3 separate regions of the Sus scrofa genome follow, and all the other regions are linked to region 2. Evidence: chromatin contacts called from public HiChIP or PLAC-seq data. All regions are on one chromosome and are shown on one strand. Each heading gives the region's core, a stretch centred on a gene start, on an enhancer-like site or on the middle of the called end of the contact. The rest is flanking DNA. Distances are from core to core; before and after follow the strand shown. Region 1 overlaps CEP170 (centrosomal protein of 170 kDa). Region 2 holds the start of CEP170 (centrosomal protein of 170 kDa). Region 3 overlaps CEP170 (centrosomal protein of 170 kDa).

Region 1 (4,046 bases), core at 645-3,144, 86 kb before region 2:
GTTTTAAGACCCTGACCAAGTTAATATCTACATACTTCAGTTTCATTATTTGTGAAATGGTACACAGCAAGTGTGTGGATGTTAAATCTTATTAGTTGAATAAATTATAATTATTTAATACTTCTCAATTATATACATTGTTCTATATTTCTTTCTGACATATCAGTGTAGAATGAAATTCTAATATCATTTCTGGGAAGGGAATAAACGTGTGCATAGATCTCAGACTATCATTACGCTGGGTGCTTTTCCTTGTAAATAGCTTTTATTAAAAATACCATTTGTACAGATGGGAAAACTGAAGCTAAGAGAGGGGAAATGACTGGCTCAAAGGTGCTGTTAGATGTGGCAGTTCTGGGATCTGCACTCAGGTCTTAGAAGCTCTACCATACCTCACGCGGTAACTCTCTTAACCAGGCCACCCCTAATTAATTCCACATTATTCTAGTTACCTCCTGGGCTGTCCTACAAGGGTGCTTATCTAGGTCTATCAGTTGTACCTGTCAGGCACTACTTTGCACACGTATCCTGGCATGATAGATCTTTCCATTCCAAACACACGACCCTCCTAGAAAGTACAAGCAGTGTATTTTTTTGTTTGTTTTATCTCATAATGCCAAGGAGAGCAGTGAGCACATAGCTCATTAGCTGCCTACTGAAATTTAACATTTTCCCTCACTGGCAAAAGAATATTAATTTTAAGAGTATTTTACAAGAGGATGTATCAGTTGCTTAAATAGAGTGGACCCTTGAACAAAGAGGGGGGTCGGGGGGAACAGGGGCGCCAACCCTCTGTGCAGTCAAAAACTCATGTGTAACTTTGCAGTCGGCCCTCTGTATCCCCGGGTCCCCATCCTTGGGTTCAACCACGCATGGGTTGTGTACTATTGTAGTGTGTATCTAGCAAGAAACATCTGCCTGTTAAGTGGAGCTGTGCGGTTCAAACTTGTGCTGTTCAAGGGTCAGCTGTAATTACAAATGACACAAATTTATACTATGTGCATGTAAAAAATAGGAAGCGATGCATACCTCTGAGCTGGGAAATCCAGGTGTACTCAGTGGTTTTCTTTCTTCCATTACTATTGCAGCAGAACTGAGAGCCCAATCTTTGACCAGATCTTTATGCTTTTCATTGATAATAGGCCTATTATAATCCTGATTGTCATCTACTCCAAATACCTAGGAAGAGAAAATTATTTTATAAATGAACAGTCTAAGCATCAGATTAATAGGTGACTATTATTAGTAACATCAGAGGCAAATAATGTTTTTAATTAATTTCATAGATAATTTCCGTAATGAGGGAAATCTGTTTAAGGACGGGGTGGCATCCAATAGGTGTAACGGCAGGAAAGGGAAGCAGGGCAGCGGCACGTTACGTAAACATCACTACCCTTTCTTAACCTTTAGCAAATGTTCTATTTAATAATAAATAAGCGATATTCAGGACATTGCCTCTGATTTGTTAAAAGATGTTAGTAACAGTAAACATTATAATAATGCCAAGAGTTAGGACAGAATAGCACACCACTTTAGCTTGTCTCTTTGCTCTGCTATTTTTGAGAAGCATGTTGGAAGCTGAAAGGTATGGGTGATTTTATCTGTTCATTCCCTAACAAACGCTTAACATTTACACGGATGAGGTGCATTTATACCTATGATTTTCTAAGGTCCTAAATAACAGATTTTATTGTATGATCTTTGTATAGAATATACCATAATCCTCAAACTTTGCATAGAATATAACATAATTCTCCAACGTAAAGGACTCTGTTTCAAGTGCAGATTCCTGAGTCTATTCACAGAGATGAGCATTTTCAATAAGAAGGTTGTTGGCTGTTTTATGGTCAACACTTTTGAAATATTTTAAACATAAAGACCAACAATTAGTCATCTGCCTTTAAGGGCAATTGCCTGAGTCTTACTCATTTACTGGCACAGAGTAGGCCCTGATGTTGCTAAACAGACTGGAAAAAGGTTGTAATTAAATAAAGTTTAACATTCTGTTTTACTGTTAAGCCTACTTTGTTTCCAATACTTGTATTTATAGGCATAGCTGGGCTCTAATTGTTACAACGAAGAAGAGGAAGTGTTTGATTTAGCCTTGTGTAGAAAAGGATCTTTAGAACATAACCAAAGAGGCTTCATTTTCTACAACAAAAGGAAAAAACCTTAAACTATTTTTCTAAAAAATTTTTTAATAACACGATCACCTATCTGGTAAATCATGAAGTCTACATTTAGCAATGCAGGTATCAGATTTTCAAATTCACTAAACTTCAAAATGTTACCACTAGATGGCATTACTTACTACTTATTCAACAATAAGTGGTTTTCAAGAAATACGGTTTAATATTCTGTTGAACCATTCAATATTCAAATGATCCTTGCTTTAAGAACAAATTGTGTATTATGAACTTTAAATCAAATATGAATTTTAATCATACACGGTAGTACAGTACAGAAGTGAAAAAAAACTGCTTCATTTTACTAAACATTAGAATTAACAAGTTTAAGAAGTTTAACAAGAATAGCAGTAAAACACACGAAGTATACCTTTCTATGCACTCTGCCTTCAACCCCACTTGTAAGAAAAAGGAATTAGAACTACTAAATCATTAGTGATTTTCTTAAATTTTAAAATTATCTCTAACTCAAGTCACTGAACTCCAGCTTTACTGAAGTTTATCTCATTTGTGTAATTGCTGGAAAAAAATCTAGAGTAAAAGATAAAAATAACCCCATGTGATTTCCTATAATGCTGTATCTCTCCATGTTAATTGATCAATTAACTTCAGTTAATTTCTGATGTAATGCTATTTAATTCTAATCCTTCTCAAAATGGACTTCCAAAACTTCATTTCCTCAAATAGCTAAGTACCAGCAATTTCAAATATATTATACCTCTCCAAATCACCTCTGACACTATTTTGAAATGAAAACCAAAGACATACACAGGGAACTAAGTTCTTAGGGAAGGGGACTGAAGTTGTACAGACAGTTCTCAGGTGACTTTTTACAGATTCCTCTGAAAGACTCAGGGATAGCTGGACGCACATCTGTCAGAGAGGCAACAACTTATTTTCCAAACCAGTGACAACCCGAGGTGCTGCTGTATGGGTAAAGAAGGCTTCAAAGTTCATACCAATATTTTTGATGGTGTTTAAAAAATTGATGACAGTTAACAACTAGCTCAGCTTGACACTGAAGTCGTCACTTCTGTGTCTAAGTACAAAAAATCCACAACTTCCATGGGAAAACAGAGAAGACAGGAACAGCTGTACCATCCATATACTTTAAAGCTGCAACACTTTTTACATCTAAAAAAATACACTAGGAGTTCCTGTGGCGGTTCAGCGGTAACAAAACCAACTAGTATCCAAGAGGATGCGGGTTCGATCCTTGGCCTCACTCAGTGGGTTAAAGATCCTGTGTTGCCATGAGCTTCCGTGTAGGTTGCAGACGCAGCTCAGATCCTGTGGGGCTGTGGTCTAGGCTGCCAGCTGCGGTTCTGATTCAACCCTAGCCTAGGAACTTCCATATGCCACAGGTGCGGCCCTAAAAAGGAAAAAAAGACAAAAAAAGTACATAAAATCTGACATATGATATCATACTTAGAACTCGAGAGCTCCTCAAAGCAGAGACCAAGTTTGCTAGATTTTCTCATCTTTTCATTCTAGATTTTGTCCCTAGGTGATTCCACATATCCCTGAGGCGTCACTTAAATCACCAACTACGCACAGCTGCTCACCTGTTAACTCCCTCCTCCTAGACGGCTCAAAGGTATTTCAAATGAATGATGCCAACCCAGCCTCCTGAATCTCTCGTCCCCACTCTGAGCAGGGCTCAATTAAAGCCCTCGCCCTGATGAAGTATACGATCAGGGTCCCTCAAATCCAAAGTGGGAAAGGGGGAGAGATCAGATGTCCACCCAACCTTGATGCCTCCTCTCTAAATAGGATGCTCCTCCTCAAGTCTGTCAGTTTCTAATTCTTCCCAGGAGGAGGAAGGAGGAGTAGGAACAGAAAAACTTCTTTTTGAACTTG
Region 2 (4,618 bases), core at 787-3,286:
CAGACAACTCAAAGAGTCTGTAGAGAAGCTTTCCCTAAAAGCTGGGGGACTAGGGGAGACAGCTGGGAGCTCACATTGCAGAGACGTTGGTTTTATTTGACTCTGGCTTTCATGAGTATTTTGGCTGGACACACAAGTCAGTTCACTTTCCAAGTTTTACGTCTTCCTCTTGTCTCTGTTAAGTGCTTTTAGACTCTTCAGCTTTAAAACACCAAAATTCTACAAGATCTACAAAGTTAAGAAAAAGTAAAAGCAGCACTGGTTTTACTTTTTAAAAAATAATGGCAGAAAAATACAAAATGGTTTGTAACTTGCAATGTAATAGTTCCAGAACTGAATTCCTAAACCGTTGCAGCCTACCCAGCCAGGGTTATATCAGTGCAGACCTGGATACTGTATTTATAATATAACTGTCTCCTCTCAAATCAGTCCTCCACCTGCTCCTCCCCATTCTCCTTCAATCTCTCTTCTGTTTGTTTTAACCCCAGCAAATGGTTGTATGCATTGTAAGCTTAATAATCAAATCATTTTAAGAGATGCGTTTTCAATCAAGTGTATCACCTACTTTACCACATTTCTCCCAAGTGGGTGAATTTTCATTAAGAGAATAAAAATATCAGTTCAAAAAGTCAGAAAAAGAAATGTACCAGGCCTATTTTTTGTTTTGCATGCTTAAAAAACAAAACGGAAAGATGTTTCCTAACCTCCTCCCTTAGGAACACGAATGCGTTACCCACCCAATAAAAAAACAATTCCGCCGGTTCATTTTCCTGCTACACAACAGCTTCGTCGTCAAGGCCCTTCCTAGTCCATTCTTCATCGTCATCTAGTAATTTTATATTGATCACCTTGGCAAGGCTTGGACAGGCACTGTCCTTGTCTTCCAGAAGCTTTACATTCTCCAAATAAATAAAAACTCTGCTACACACTAAAAAACAAAGATTCTATGACTCGGGATACAAATCCCACATCTTCCCGCCCTGTGTTAGGCAGCTGCTAATTTTTCCTTCCCTTGCATAAAATGAAGGGACACATACCAAAGACCACATTTGAATCTCAGGACAATGAAGTCGACAGGAAGCCACTTTCTCCTCCCCCGGTTTACTACCAAGCTACAGCCTGCGCGGGTGCAGTCGCCTGGCGGGGTGCGTGACACCACGTCTTCTACGCCCTCCCACCGCGTCCAAAAGGCTCCTCGCCGGACCCCCCAAATCACCCCACACCCCCAAAACAACCACACAATAAGGATCGACACCGAGCTGCTCGGACCGGGAAATATCCCTTCACCAGCGGCAGCGCAGCCATTCCCTCCACTGCTCCGCCCGCACCCCTGCACACTGCTTGGGCGGAGCGGCTGCACAAAGCCGGGAGAGCCCAGACGACTCAATACGTGGACACAAGCGGGGAAGCCGGGCCGCAGGACTGGGGGACGCGGGGGGGGAGGGGAGGGGCGGCCCCGCCGGGTCCCGGGTCCGGGGCGGGGGCAGCGCGCGGAGCCTACGGGAAGCGCCCCTCGCCGCCCAGCCCGCACCCCGCCCGCCGCGGGCCGCGCCCGAGCCCCGGCTGCAAACCGGAGGAGCAGGATGTGGGAAGACGGCGGCGACGGCATCAGAGTGCATCACTTACCCCTCACTGCTGAGAGGCACCGGACCGGGGGGCGGGGCGCGCCGCGTCCCGTGAGTCTCTCGCCAGCTTCCTCCCCCACCCCGTCGTCGTCGTCTTCGTCGTCGCCGCCGCCGCCGCGATCGAGCTCCTGGCCCCTCCGCGCCGCTGGGCAATAACGTTATTCCACACACGCTCCGCACATAGCGGTAACGGCAAGGAGCGGCCGCCCAGTGCGCAGGCGCCAGGGGAGAGGGCGAAGAGCCCGGCCCTACCCCTGCTCCGGCCCAGTCCCGGCGAACTTCTACTGCGCAGGCGCCAAGCACAGACAATGAAAAGGGGTTGTGTGGGGGGTCTCACCCACAGGCCTCGCCAGCTGCCGACTGCGCAGGCGTACACCAAAGACCTGCTTCAACAATGAGGAGGACTGGGCTTTAGCTGGGACCGCAACCCGTAAGGACTACATTTCCCAGCGGGCAGTGCGTCAACTCCTCCAAACTGAGGTCGGGTGGCCAGCTGGGTGTGCTAAAATTTGTAGCGTCAGCCGCTTTCACAATTTAGGCTGTTTGGGAGATTCAGAGCTTCTTTTTCCTGAGAATTTATTTGGCGGTGTTGGCAAAAGTTGTGGCTGAAGAGTGTAGAATTTATTTGCGTTCTTGAGACGCCTCAAGGGTCAACTGCATTCTAGCGAACTTAAAAGAATCAAGGCGTTCAGTGAGTGCTTTCTGTCAGATGGTCCAAACACACGATGGGATGGAGGCAGGACCAAGACAGGCAGCGCTACAGAAATGGGCGGAGCCTCCAAACGGTCTCTTGGCGACCAGATCTGGCAGCCAAACTGCTGAAGCGTGAGCTTGGAGCGCGTTGCCCTCTGGGAATTGTAGTTTGTTTGGGAGGGCGCCTGGGAACTTGAGACAGTAATCCCGGAACACGAGGACTACAATTTCCGAGGTCCACCACAAGGGCCCGTGGGTGGGAAGAGGCCCGGCTGGCTGCGTCTGGGATTCCGCGCTCCGGGTTGACAGCCGCGGCAGGAAGCGGGTGGGCGCCTGTGGGGCGCTGGGGCCTCTTATTCTCGGAGAGGAGAACCCTGGACACTACCCCACGCAACTCCCGTCTCTGAGCTCCGAGTGTGTGCATGGCGAAATCTTCGGAGAACTCTACCCTGGAGGAGATTCTGGGGCAGTATCAACGGAGTCTCCGGGGTGAGTTGCTCCGAACCTTTGCCCTAACCCCTTAATACCAGGGTCTCGTGGACGGGAGCTGACCAGGTGCATTTCCTAACGGCTTGGTTCGGCCCAAGCCAGAGTGCAGAGGAAGAAGCTGGATGTTGCTGTGATCTTTGAGGGAAGGCTAAATAGTTATTACGGTTAAGCAGCATCGCTTCCCTTGATTCCCATAGTTCCCATAGTTACCTGAACCAACTCCCTGATCTTGTCTTGGGCATCTTTTTCACCCGACGCCCGCAAAATCTCTAGGACGCTTCTATGAGTGTCGCCCACTTCCCCTACATCTCTCTTTTTAATCCAGTACATTTCTGATGCGCTCTTTTTACACATTCGAATTATAGTATGCTGGGTTGGATGTGATTTATTGGACAAGGAAAAAACACACTAATAATTATTTTAGTCACAACAGCTTCTATTTAGCGGCCCAGGCTATTTACACACATTAAATCACTTAAAACTTAACAACAGTCTTATGAGTGACCCTCTTCTACACCTGGGGACCTGGTGCAAGGAGGTTAAATTAGGCCAAAGCCGACCCAGCTGGTTAGTGGCAGAGCCTGGTATTAATTCAGTCAGGCTTGTCTGCCTTAAAAGCTTAAAAGCCTATGTTTTTTCTTTCTCCCTTTCTTTCTGTCTTCCTTCCTTGCTTCTTTCTTTCTTCTTTCTGCCACACCTGTGATCTGTGACGTGTGTGTAAGTTCCCAGTCAGGGATTGAACCCATGCCTCAGCAGCCACCTGAGCCACTGCCATGACTCTGTTGGATCCTTAATCCTTAAAAGTTTCATTAAGGAATATTAGAGGTCCCACTGTGGTGCAGTGGGCTAAGAATGACTGTGGAGGCTCGGATTGCTGTGTAGGCAAAGGTTCATTAAGGGATCCTTAACCCACCTGGCCTCCACCGTGGGTTAAGGATCCCTTGTTGCCACAGCTGTAGCACAAGTTGCAGCTATGGCTCCGATTCAATCCCTGGCCTGGGAACTTCCATATTGCCACGAGTGGGGCCATTAAAACATTTTTTTTTTAGGATTCATTATTCTCCTAGACGTCATTCACTCTATTTTCTGTTCTTTTGCATTTCTTAAACCTCTTGGTTTTAACGTTTATGACCATTATTTTTACCAGAGTAATAAAAAGCCAGTAGAACTCCATTTTTTATTCCCTACAACCATTGAGGTAAAATGAGCAAAAGACAGGGTTTAACAGCTAAAAAAGGGATATTTTATAAGTAAACAGTCAAGCCTGAAGTAATGTAGAACCAAAACAATGGTTTAGTGTTAGGCGATTGTAGGGGTGTTTTCAGATGGTAAACAGGTTTGGACAGAAAAAAGAGATAAAGTTATAAAGTTAATCACGCTTTTGAGATACTAAGAATAATTGTATTATCTCTTTGAGATGTTTAAAAGACTTAAACCAATCATTTCACCCGTTTGTGCTAAGGTCTTCCACCTTTTCATTTAGTGGTACTCCTCAGAGGCCAAAAAGTAGGGACGGTACCTTGACATGCACTTGTGTACTTGCTGAAGCAACCTTGATTATGGGGGAGCTTCATTAAAACCCGCTGGGATAGTAATAGCAGTGACCACCTAAGGGAGTTATAGAAAGTGGCCTTAGAGTACAGCTATTGTTTCACGTACTTAGGTCTGAAAACAAGTTGAAACTAACTATGAATTCCAAGCTCTTTTTTTTTCCCCCCGCTTTTTGCTTTTTAGGGCCGCATCTGCAGCATATAGAAGAAGTTCCCAGGCTTGAATCGGACCTATGGCCACTAGCCTGCACCGCAGCCACA
Region 3 (4,176 bases), core at 40-2,539, 68 kb before region 2:
ATGCTATGGCAGTGACAATACCAGATTCTTAACCCACTAGGCCACCAAGGGACTCCCTAATCAAGGCACTTTTAACGGTTGCTTTTAAAAGGATCTTTTACATTCATTTTTGACATTTATTAAGAGTGGTTTCAAAAAGATGATGTTATTTCTAAATTTTCAAAGATCATGCTACATTTTATATGATACAAGGCTATCGGTATTATTCATCCAATTCATAAAAATTGTCAATTTACAAATGGGTAGCTTTTATTTGTGAGCTTTAATATCTATGTACACATACAGGCCTCAATTATAATTTATTATTATCAAGTAGGAGAAAAAAAAAACTGATCCCATGTCAAAAGTTCATATGCCAGGTAATTAATTGCTTATGATTATAATTAAATACAGAAATAGGCCCTGACAAAGAATTAGGTAACTATACCATCTCACTCACTGCTTATTTCTAACAAATCAGAAATAGGTATTTCTTCATTAGTTTATCAGAATCCCAGGGCATAAAGTCCAGGTTAAAATGGGGTCAGTCTTGTCAATGATAGTGAAGTCATTCATAGTTTATTCCAATTACTGAGTACCTATCACATACTCAAGTCCTAGGTAAAGCTTTAAAGATAAAAGGTAAGTGATATATAATCTCTGACCTCAAAGAGAATTTATTTAAAGCTCTTGAACTTTTTGTATAGTAACAGAATAGTTAGATTAACATGAAATCATTTCCCTTATAGACAGCTTGTTAAATAAAATTAAGATAGCATAAGTCTGTCCTCAATAAATTCTAAATTAATTGGCAAAATGAATGGAAAAAGTTGATCAGTTGATACTTTGAGGTACAGGTATAAAAGATGTTATACTCTGGCCAAGGGTTATACTAATACAACATATCTAATAACTATTTCACCAATAAACACTCAACGGCAGTTTTCATAAAAGTCTTACTAGTGAAAAAAGTCTTAGTTCGATTAATTCCCAGTATCTATAAGCAAAAAAAAAAAAAATCTGTTTTAAGAGTAACCTGAGAATAGTTGGCAACGCTCTGCTAACAATGTGATGGTATTGCCAAAGCAGAAGTGTGAGCCATTATCCAATGGCTTAAAACTTTCAAAATTTATATCCTGCCATCTTACGAGAAGCAAACAATGGAGAAGAGAATTGAGTGTATCCTTTCCTTAAGTCGAGAAAATGATGAGAACTGTCTTCTAGGGAATTCCACTGGTGAACCGAATGACTCTTTTATTTCCACAGGAAAAATAAACATCTTTAATGACATAAATATAAAGTTATAAAACCAATCTGGTTTTGGCAAGGAAGTGAAAGCAGCAGACTGTTCTGATTGAGGAAGTTGGATGTGGGCCATACAGCTTTGCTCTAAAATCAAATATAAACTTTTGAAAAAGCACAAATTTCCTACCATATAATTATTTACCTAATAGTAGTTTGGTTACTGGGAAGAATGAACTTTTTCATAAAATAGGAAGTTTTGAAATGATCATTTCACTTTACCTTTCAACCTTTTCAAGTAAACCGGAACGTCACTTTTAATACTTTTGGAATCCTCTTCTGTTCTTTCCCACACCATCTGAGGAGGGTTGTTCTGGGCTAGCCAGTCAGCTACTTTGTTTTCTGGTGCCATCATTCCAGTTTGAATTCCCGGCAGGTCTTGAGTTCCAGGAGAAGACTTCTTTGACTTGTGGCGCTGATCAGAAGCAAATTTTGTCACATGGTCTCTAATAGTTACTTTCCCTGGGGTACTGTCATCAAACTCAATGGTAAAGGAAGCATGCCCTGCACCTGTTGTATGGGAGCTGGGTGTGTCTTTTGTTGGGATTTCATGAATAGTGCTTTCTGTTATTTGTGATGGTTGCTGAAATTCTTTTGTAGGGATTTCAAAATAACTTGGTTCCCTACAGAAAGGAAAAAGTACTTCTTCATTTGCAGCTGCAGCTTGTTCCTCAACTTGCTTGGCATCTATGCTGCACCCTAATAAGAAAAATAAGAGAAAATTCAAAATATTTGGGAGCTTCTAGCACTTGAGGGCATACAGCAATGGCCACTTGTGTTATTCCATGAGAATCAGAAGGAAGTCTGGATGAGAAAGAATGGCAAATGTCACAGAGGAGAAATAATTTTGATTATAAACATGGCATTCAGTTACAAATAGGAGATGCAAGATAAGCAGCAGCAATGTCAAAAGACAGTGAAGCAGTTAAGAGATGGACCATGCCTGGTGAGGTACATATTTTTTCCAACTTGGATCCAGAAATTATCAAAGTAAAAAGAACTGAACTCAAATGGAGATAGAGATGCATACTCAAAGTACATTTCTAGAGAGACTAAAAAAAAAATATGAATTTCCTCATCAGGTAAGGAGGATGAAATATATGAAATATCTACAAGCACAAATAAAGTTCCAAAGGAGAACAGGTCCTCAAATGAGAAAATAAACATGATGTCAATATATAAGCCATGTTCTAGACATAATGATTCACTTACCATTTGTCACCATCACATTCAGAGACATTACAGCGACAAACATATCATTACTACTGTATTACTAATTGTAATCCAAGAAGACAGATACAGTTTATATAGAAGAAAAAAATGAGTAAAGCTAAAACATGTGGTCTGCTGGCAGCACGGCAAACCAAGCAGCCATGGGAAACAAAGTGAAAGGAGAAAATTCAGTTGCTAGCCAGTTAATTCCAAAAGGAAATTCATGAACATCTCCACACAGGAGAATGTGTCTAAGTGTCAAAAATCCCAGGTGAATGCTGAATTACAGATCTCAGATCAAGAAGAAGAGTTGGCAGAGGCAAGCAACTCTGGAACACTGTCACTATTCCTCTGTTGCCTCTGAGATAAATATAAAGGCATAAAAATAAGTGCCTTTATCCATAATGTAAAGGCAGAGAAATGAAAATGCTAACTGAAATGATTTTTTTTAGTCTGTTATCAGATAGTGCAAATGCAAACAAACAAAAAAAATTAAAGATTAAACTGCCCTGTTTTTCAGGAAGCAAAAGAACCATGTCTCTTATTAAGATGGTAGAGAGTGAGTTCAAATAAAAAGTTCCTCTCCAAAATTTCTCTAAAGTTCAATAAAGCATTCCTTTAAAAATAGATAGAAAAATCATTTGCAGATAATTTACTAGGAAGGAAAGGCAACACAGGCAGATGAGGTTGTTTCCAATCACTTTCTAATTAACTGAAGTATTTGTTCTTTTGAAACATCTTTTCAAAAATTGAATATTGATGGGATTCTTCAGTCCCTCATTGAGAACCTTTACTGACTACTCAGATGACAGGAGGCAAATCTGGAGGGTATGAAAAACAATCAAGCACAGACGCAAGGCTCCAAAACCCAGGCGTTCAGAACCATTCAGTATATGCGGCAAACAGTCTGATGCTCGTCAAGTCTCCCAAGGATGTCCCTGTCACGTGTCAGAGTTCCATCACTGATATTCCTAACAATGCTTCTGAGCCATAAAACAAAATGTTTCATTAGGTTGTCTTCTTTGCATAAGAAGGCACTGAGATGGGTATTTCCTTTAAAAGCAATGCAGGAAATGGATAAACTTTTGTTCCGTCATCTGGAAAATTTATTACATAGAGGAAGTCATTTCTCTGAAGATGATAAAATCAGATCAAGTGTGGGCCCACTGTACTTGGGAACTGTAGGCCGAGTACAAAAATTATTAGGGGTCTTCTAAATGAATAAAGAAAAATAACAGCTTTCTTTTCTCCGAACACTGACAAAATATATTCCGAAATTCATTAACATTCACTTCTCGTCAAAGCCCATCTCGTTTATACTACAGTGAACTATACACTAAAAATAAACTGCACACTAAAATATTTTATTTATACTAATATTTTATTATGAATCTCAACTGCTAGATATTTAAAAGTGTCTAGTAACTGATTATGCTAGAATTAATTACATTTATCTAAATCAGAGGGCAATATCCTTAAGTTCTTAAGGTATTTCATGATTGTGTGATCTCCTGGGGAAACTTATAATACACATAATCCAGAAAAAAGTGTTCCCTTCACCCTTCCGCATTAAATTAAATTAAGCTATTTTGAGACGACAGAGACTACAATCATGAAGGCACATTCTACTTAAGTCACCCATCCAATCTATCATATTCCAATACTTCAGATTACAAGGACTGG

The links. HiChIP or PLAC-seq counts read pairs in DNA pulled down with a chosen protein or histone mark.
Region 1: a contact with region 2 is called in an H3K27ac HiChIP or PLAC-seq map of alveolar macrophages. The contact joins the enhancer-like site here to the promoter of CEP170 in region 2. A contact is called at or near these places in 13 of 47 Hi-C or Micro-C datasets (alveolar macrophages, blood, brain and 7 more) and 2 of 2 datasets of contacts at active chromatin or transcription factors (alveolar macrophages and skeletal muscle).
Region 3: a contact with region 2 is called in an H3K27ac HiChIP or PLAC-seq map of alveolar macrophages. The contact joins the enhancer-like site here to the promoter of CEP170 in region 2. A contact is called at or near these places in 10 of 47 Hi-C or Micro-C datasets (alveolar macrophages, blood, brain and 6 more) and 2 of 2 datasets of contacts at active chromatin or transcription factors (alveolar macrophages and skeletal muscle).

What each region holds. Positions count from the first base shown.
Region 1 is chr10:16,103,402-16,107,447 of Sscrofa11.1, forward strand. It overlaps CEP170 (centrosomal protein of 170 kDa), which reads right to left. Exons shown (of 20, transcript XM_021064150.1): 11 at 1,030-1,179. Among named protein-coding and RNA genes, the nearest start is that of SDCCAG8, 86 kb to the right of the region's middle. Within about 2 kb of position 1,895, at least 3 of the 83 cell types and tissues checked have an H3K27ac peak or open chromatin away from gene starts, as enhancers often do. A contact at or near this core is called in alveolar macrophages, where this site is marked.
Region 2 is chr10:16,189,241-16,193,858 of Sscrofa11.1, forward strand. It overlaps CEP170 (centrosomal protein of 170 kDa), which reads right to left and starts at 2,037. Exons shown (of 20, transcript XM_021064150.1): 1 at 1,627-2,037. SDCCAG8 (serologically defined colon cancer antigen 8) reads left to right here and starts at 1,938. Exons shown (of 16, transcript XM_021064181.1): 1 at 1,938-2,807. The coding sequence starts at 2,741.
Region 3 is chr10:16,121,947-16,126,122 of Sscrofa11.1, forward strand. CEP170 (centrosomal protein of 170 kDa) reads right to left here. Exons shown (of 20, transcript XM_021064150.1): 8 at 1,504-1,980. Among named protein-coding and RNA genes, the nearest start is that of SDCCAG8, 67 kb to the right of the region's middle. Within about 2 kb of position 1,290, at least 8 of the 83 cell types and tissues checked have an H3K27ac peak or open chromatin away from gene starts, as enhancers often do. A contact at or near this core is called in alveolar macrophages, retroperitoneal adipose tissue and subcutaneous adipose tissue, where this site is marked.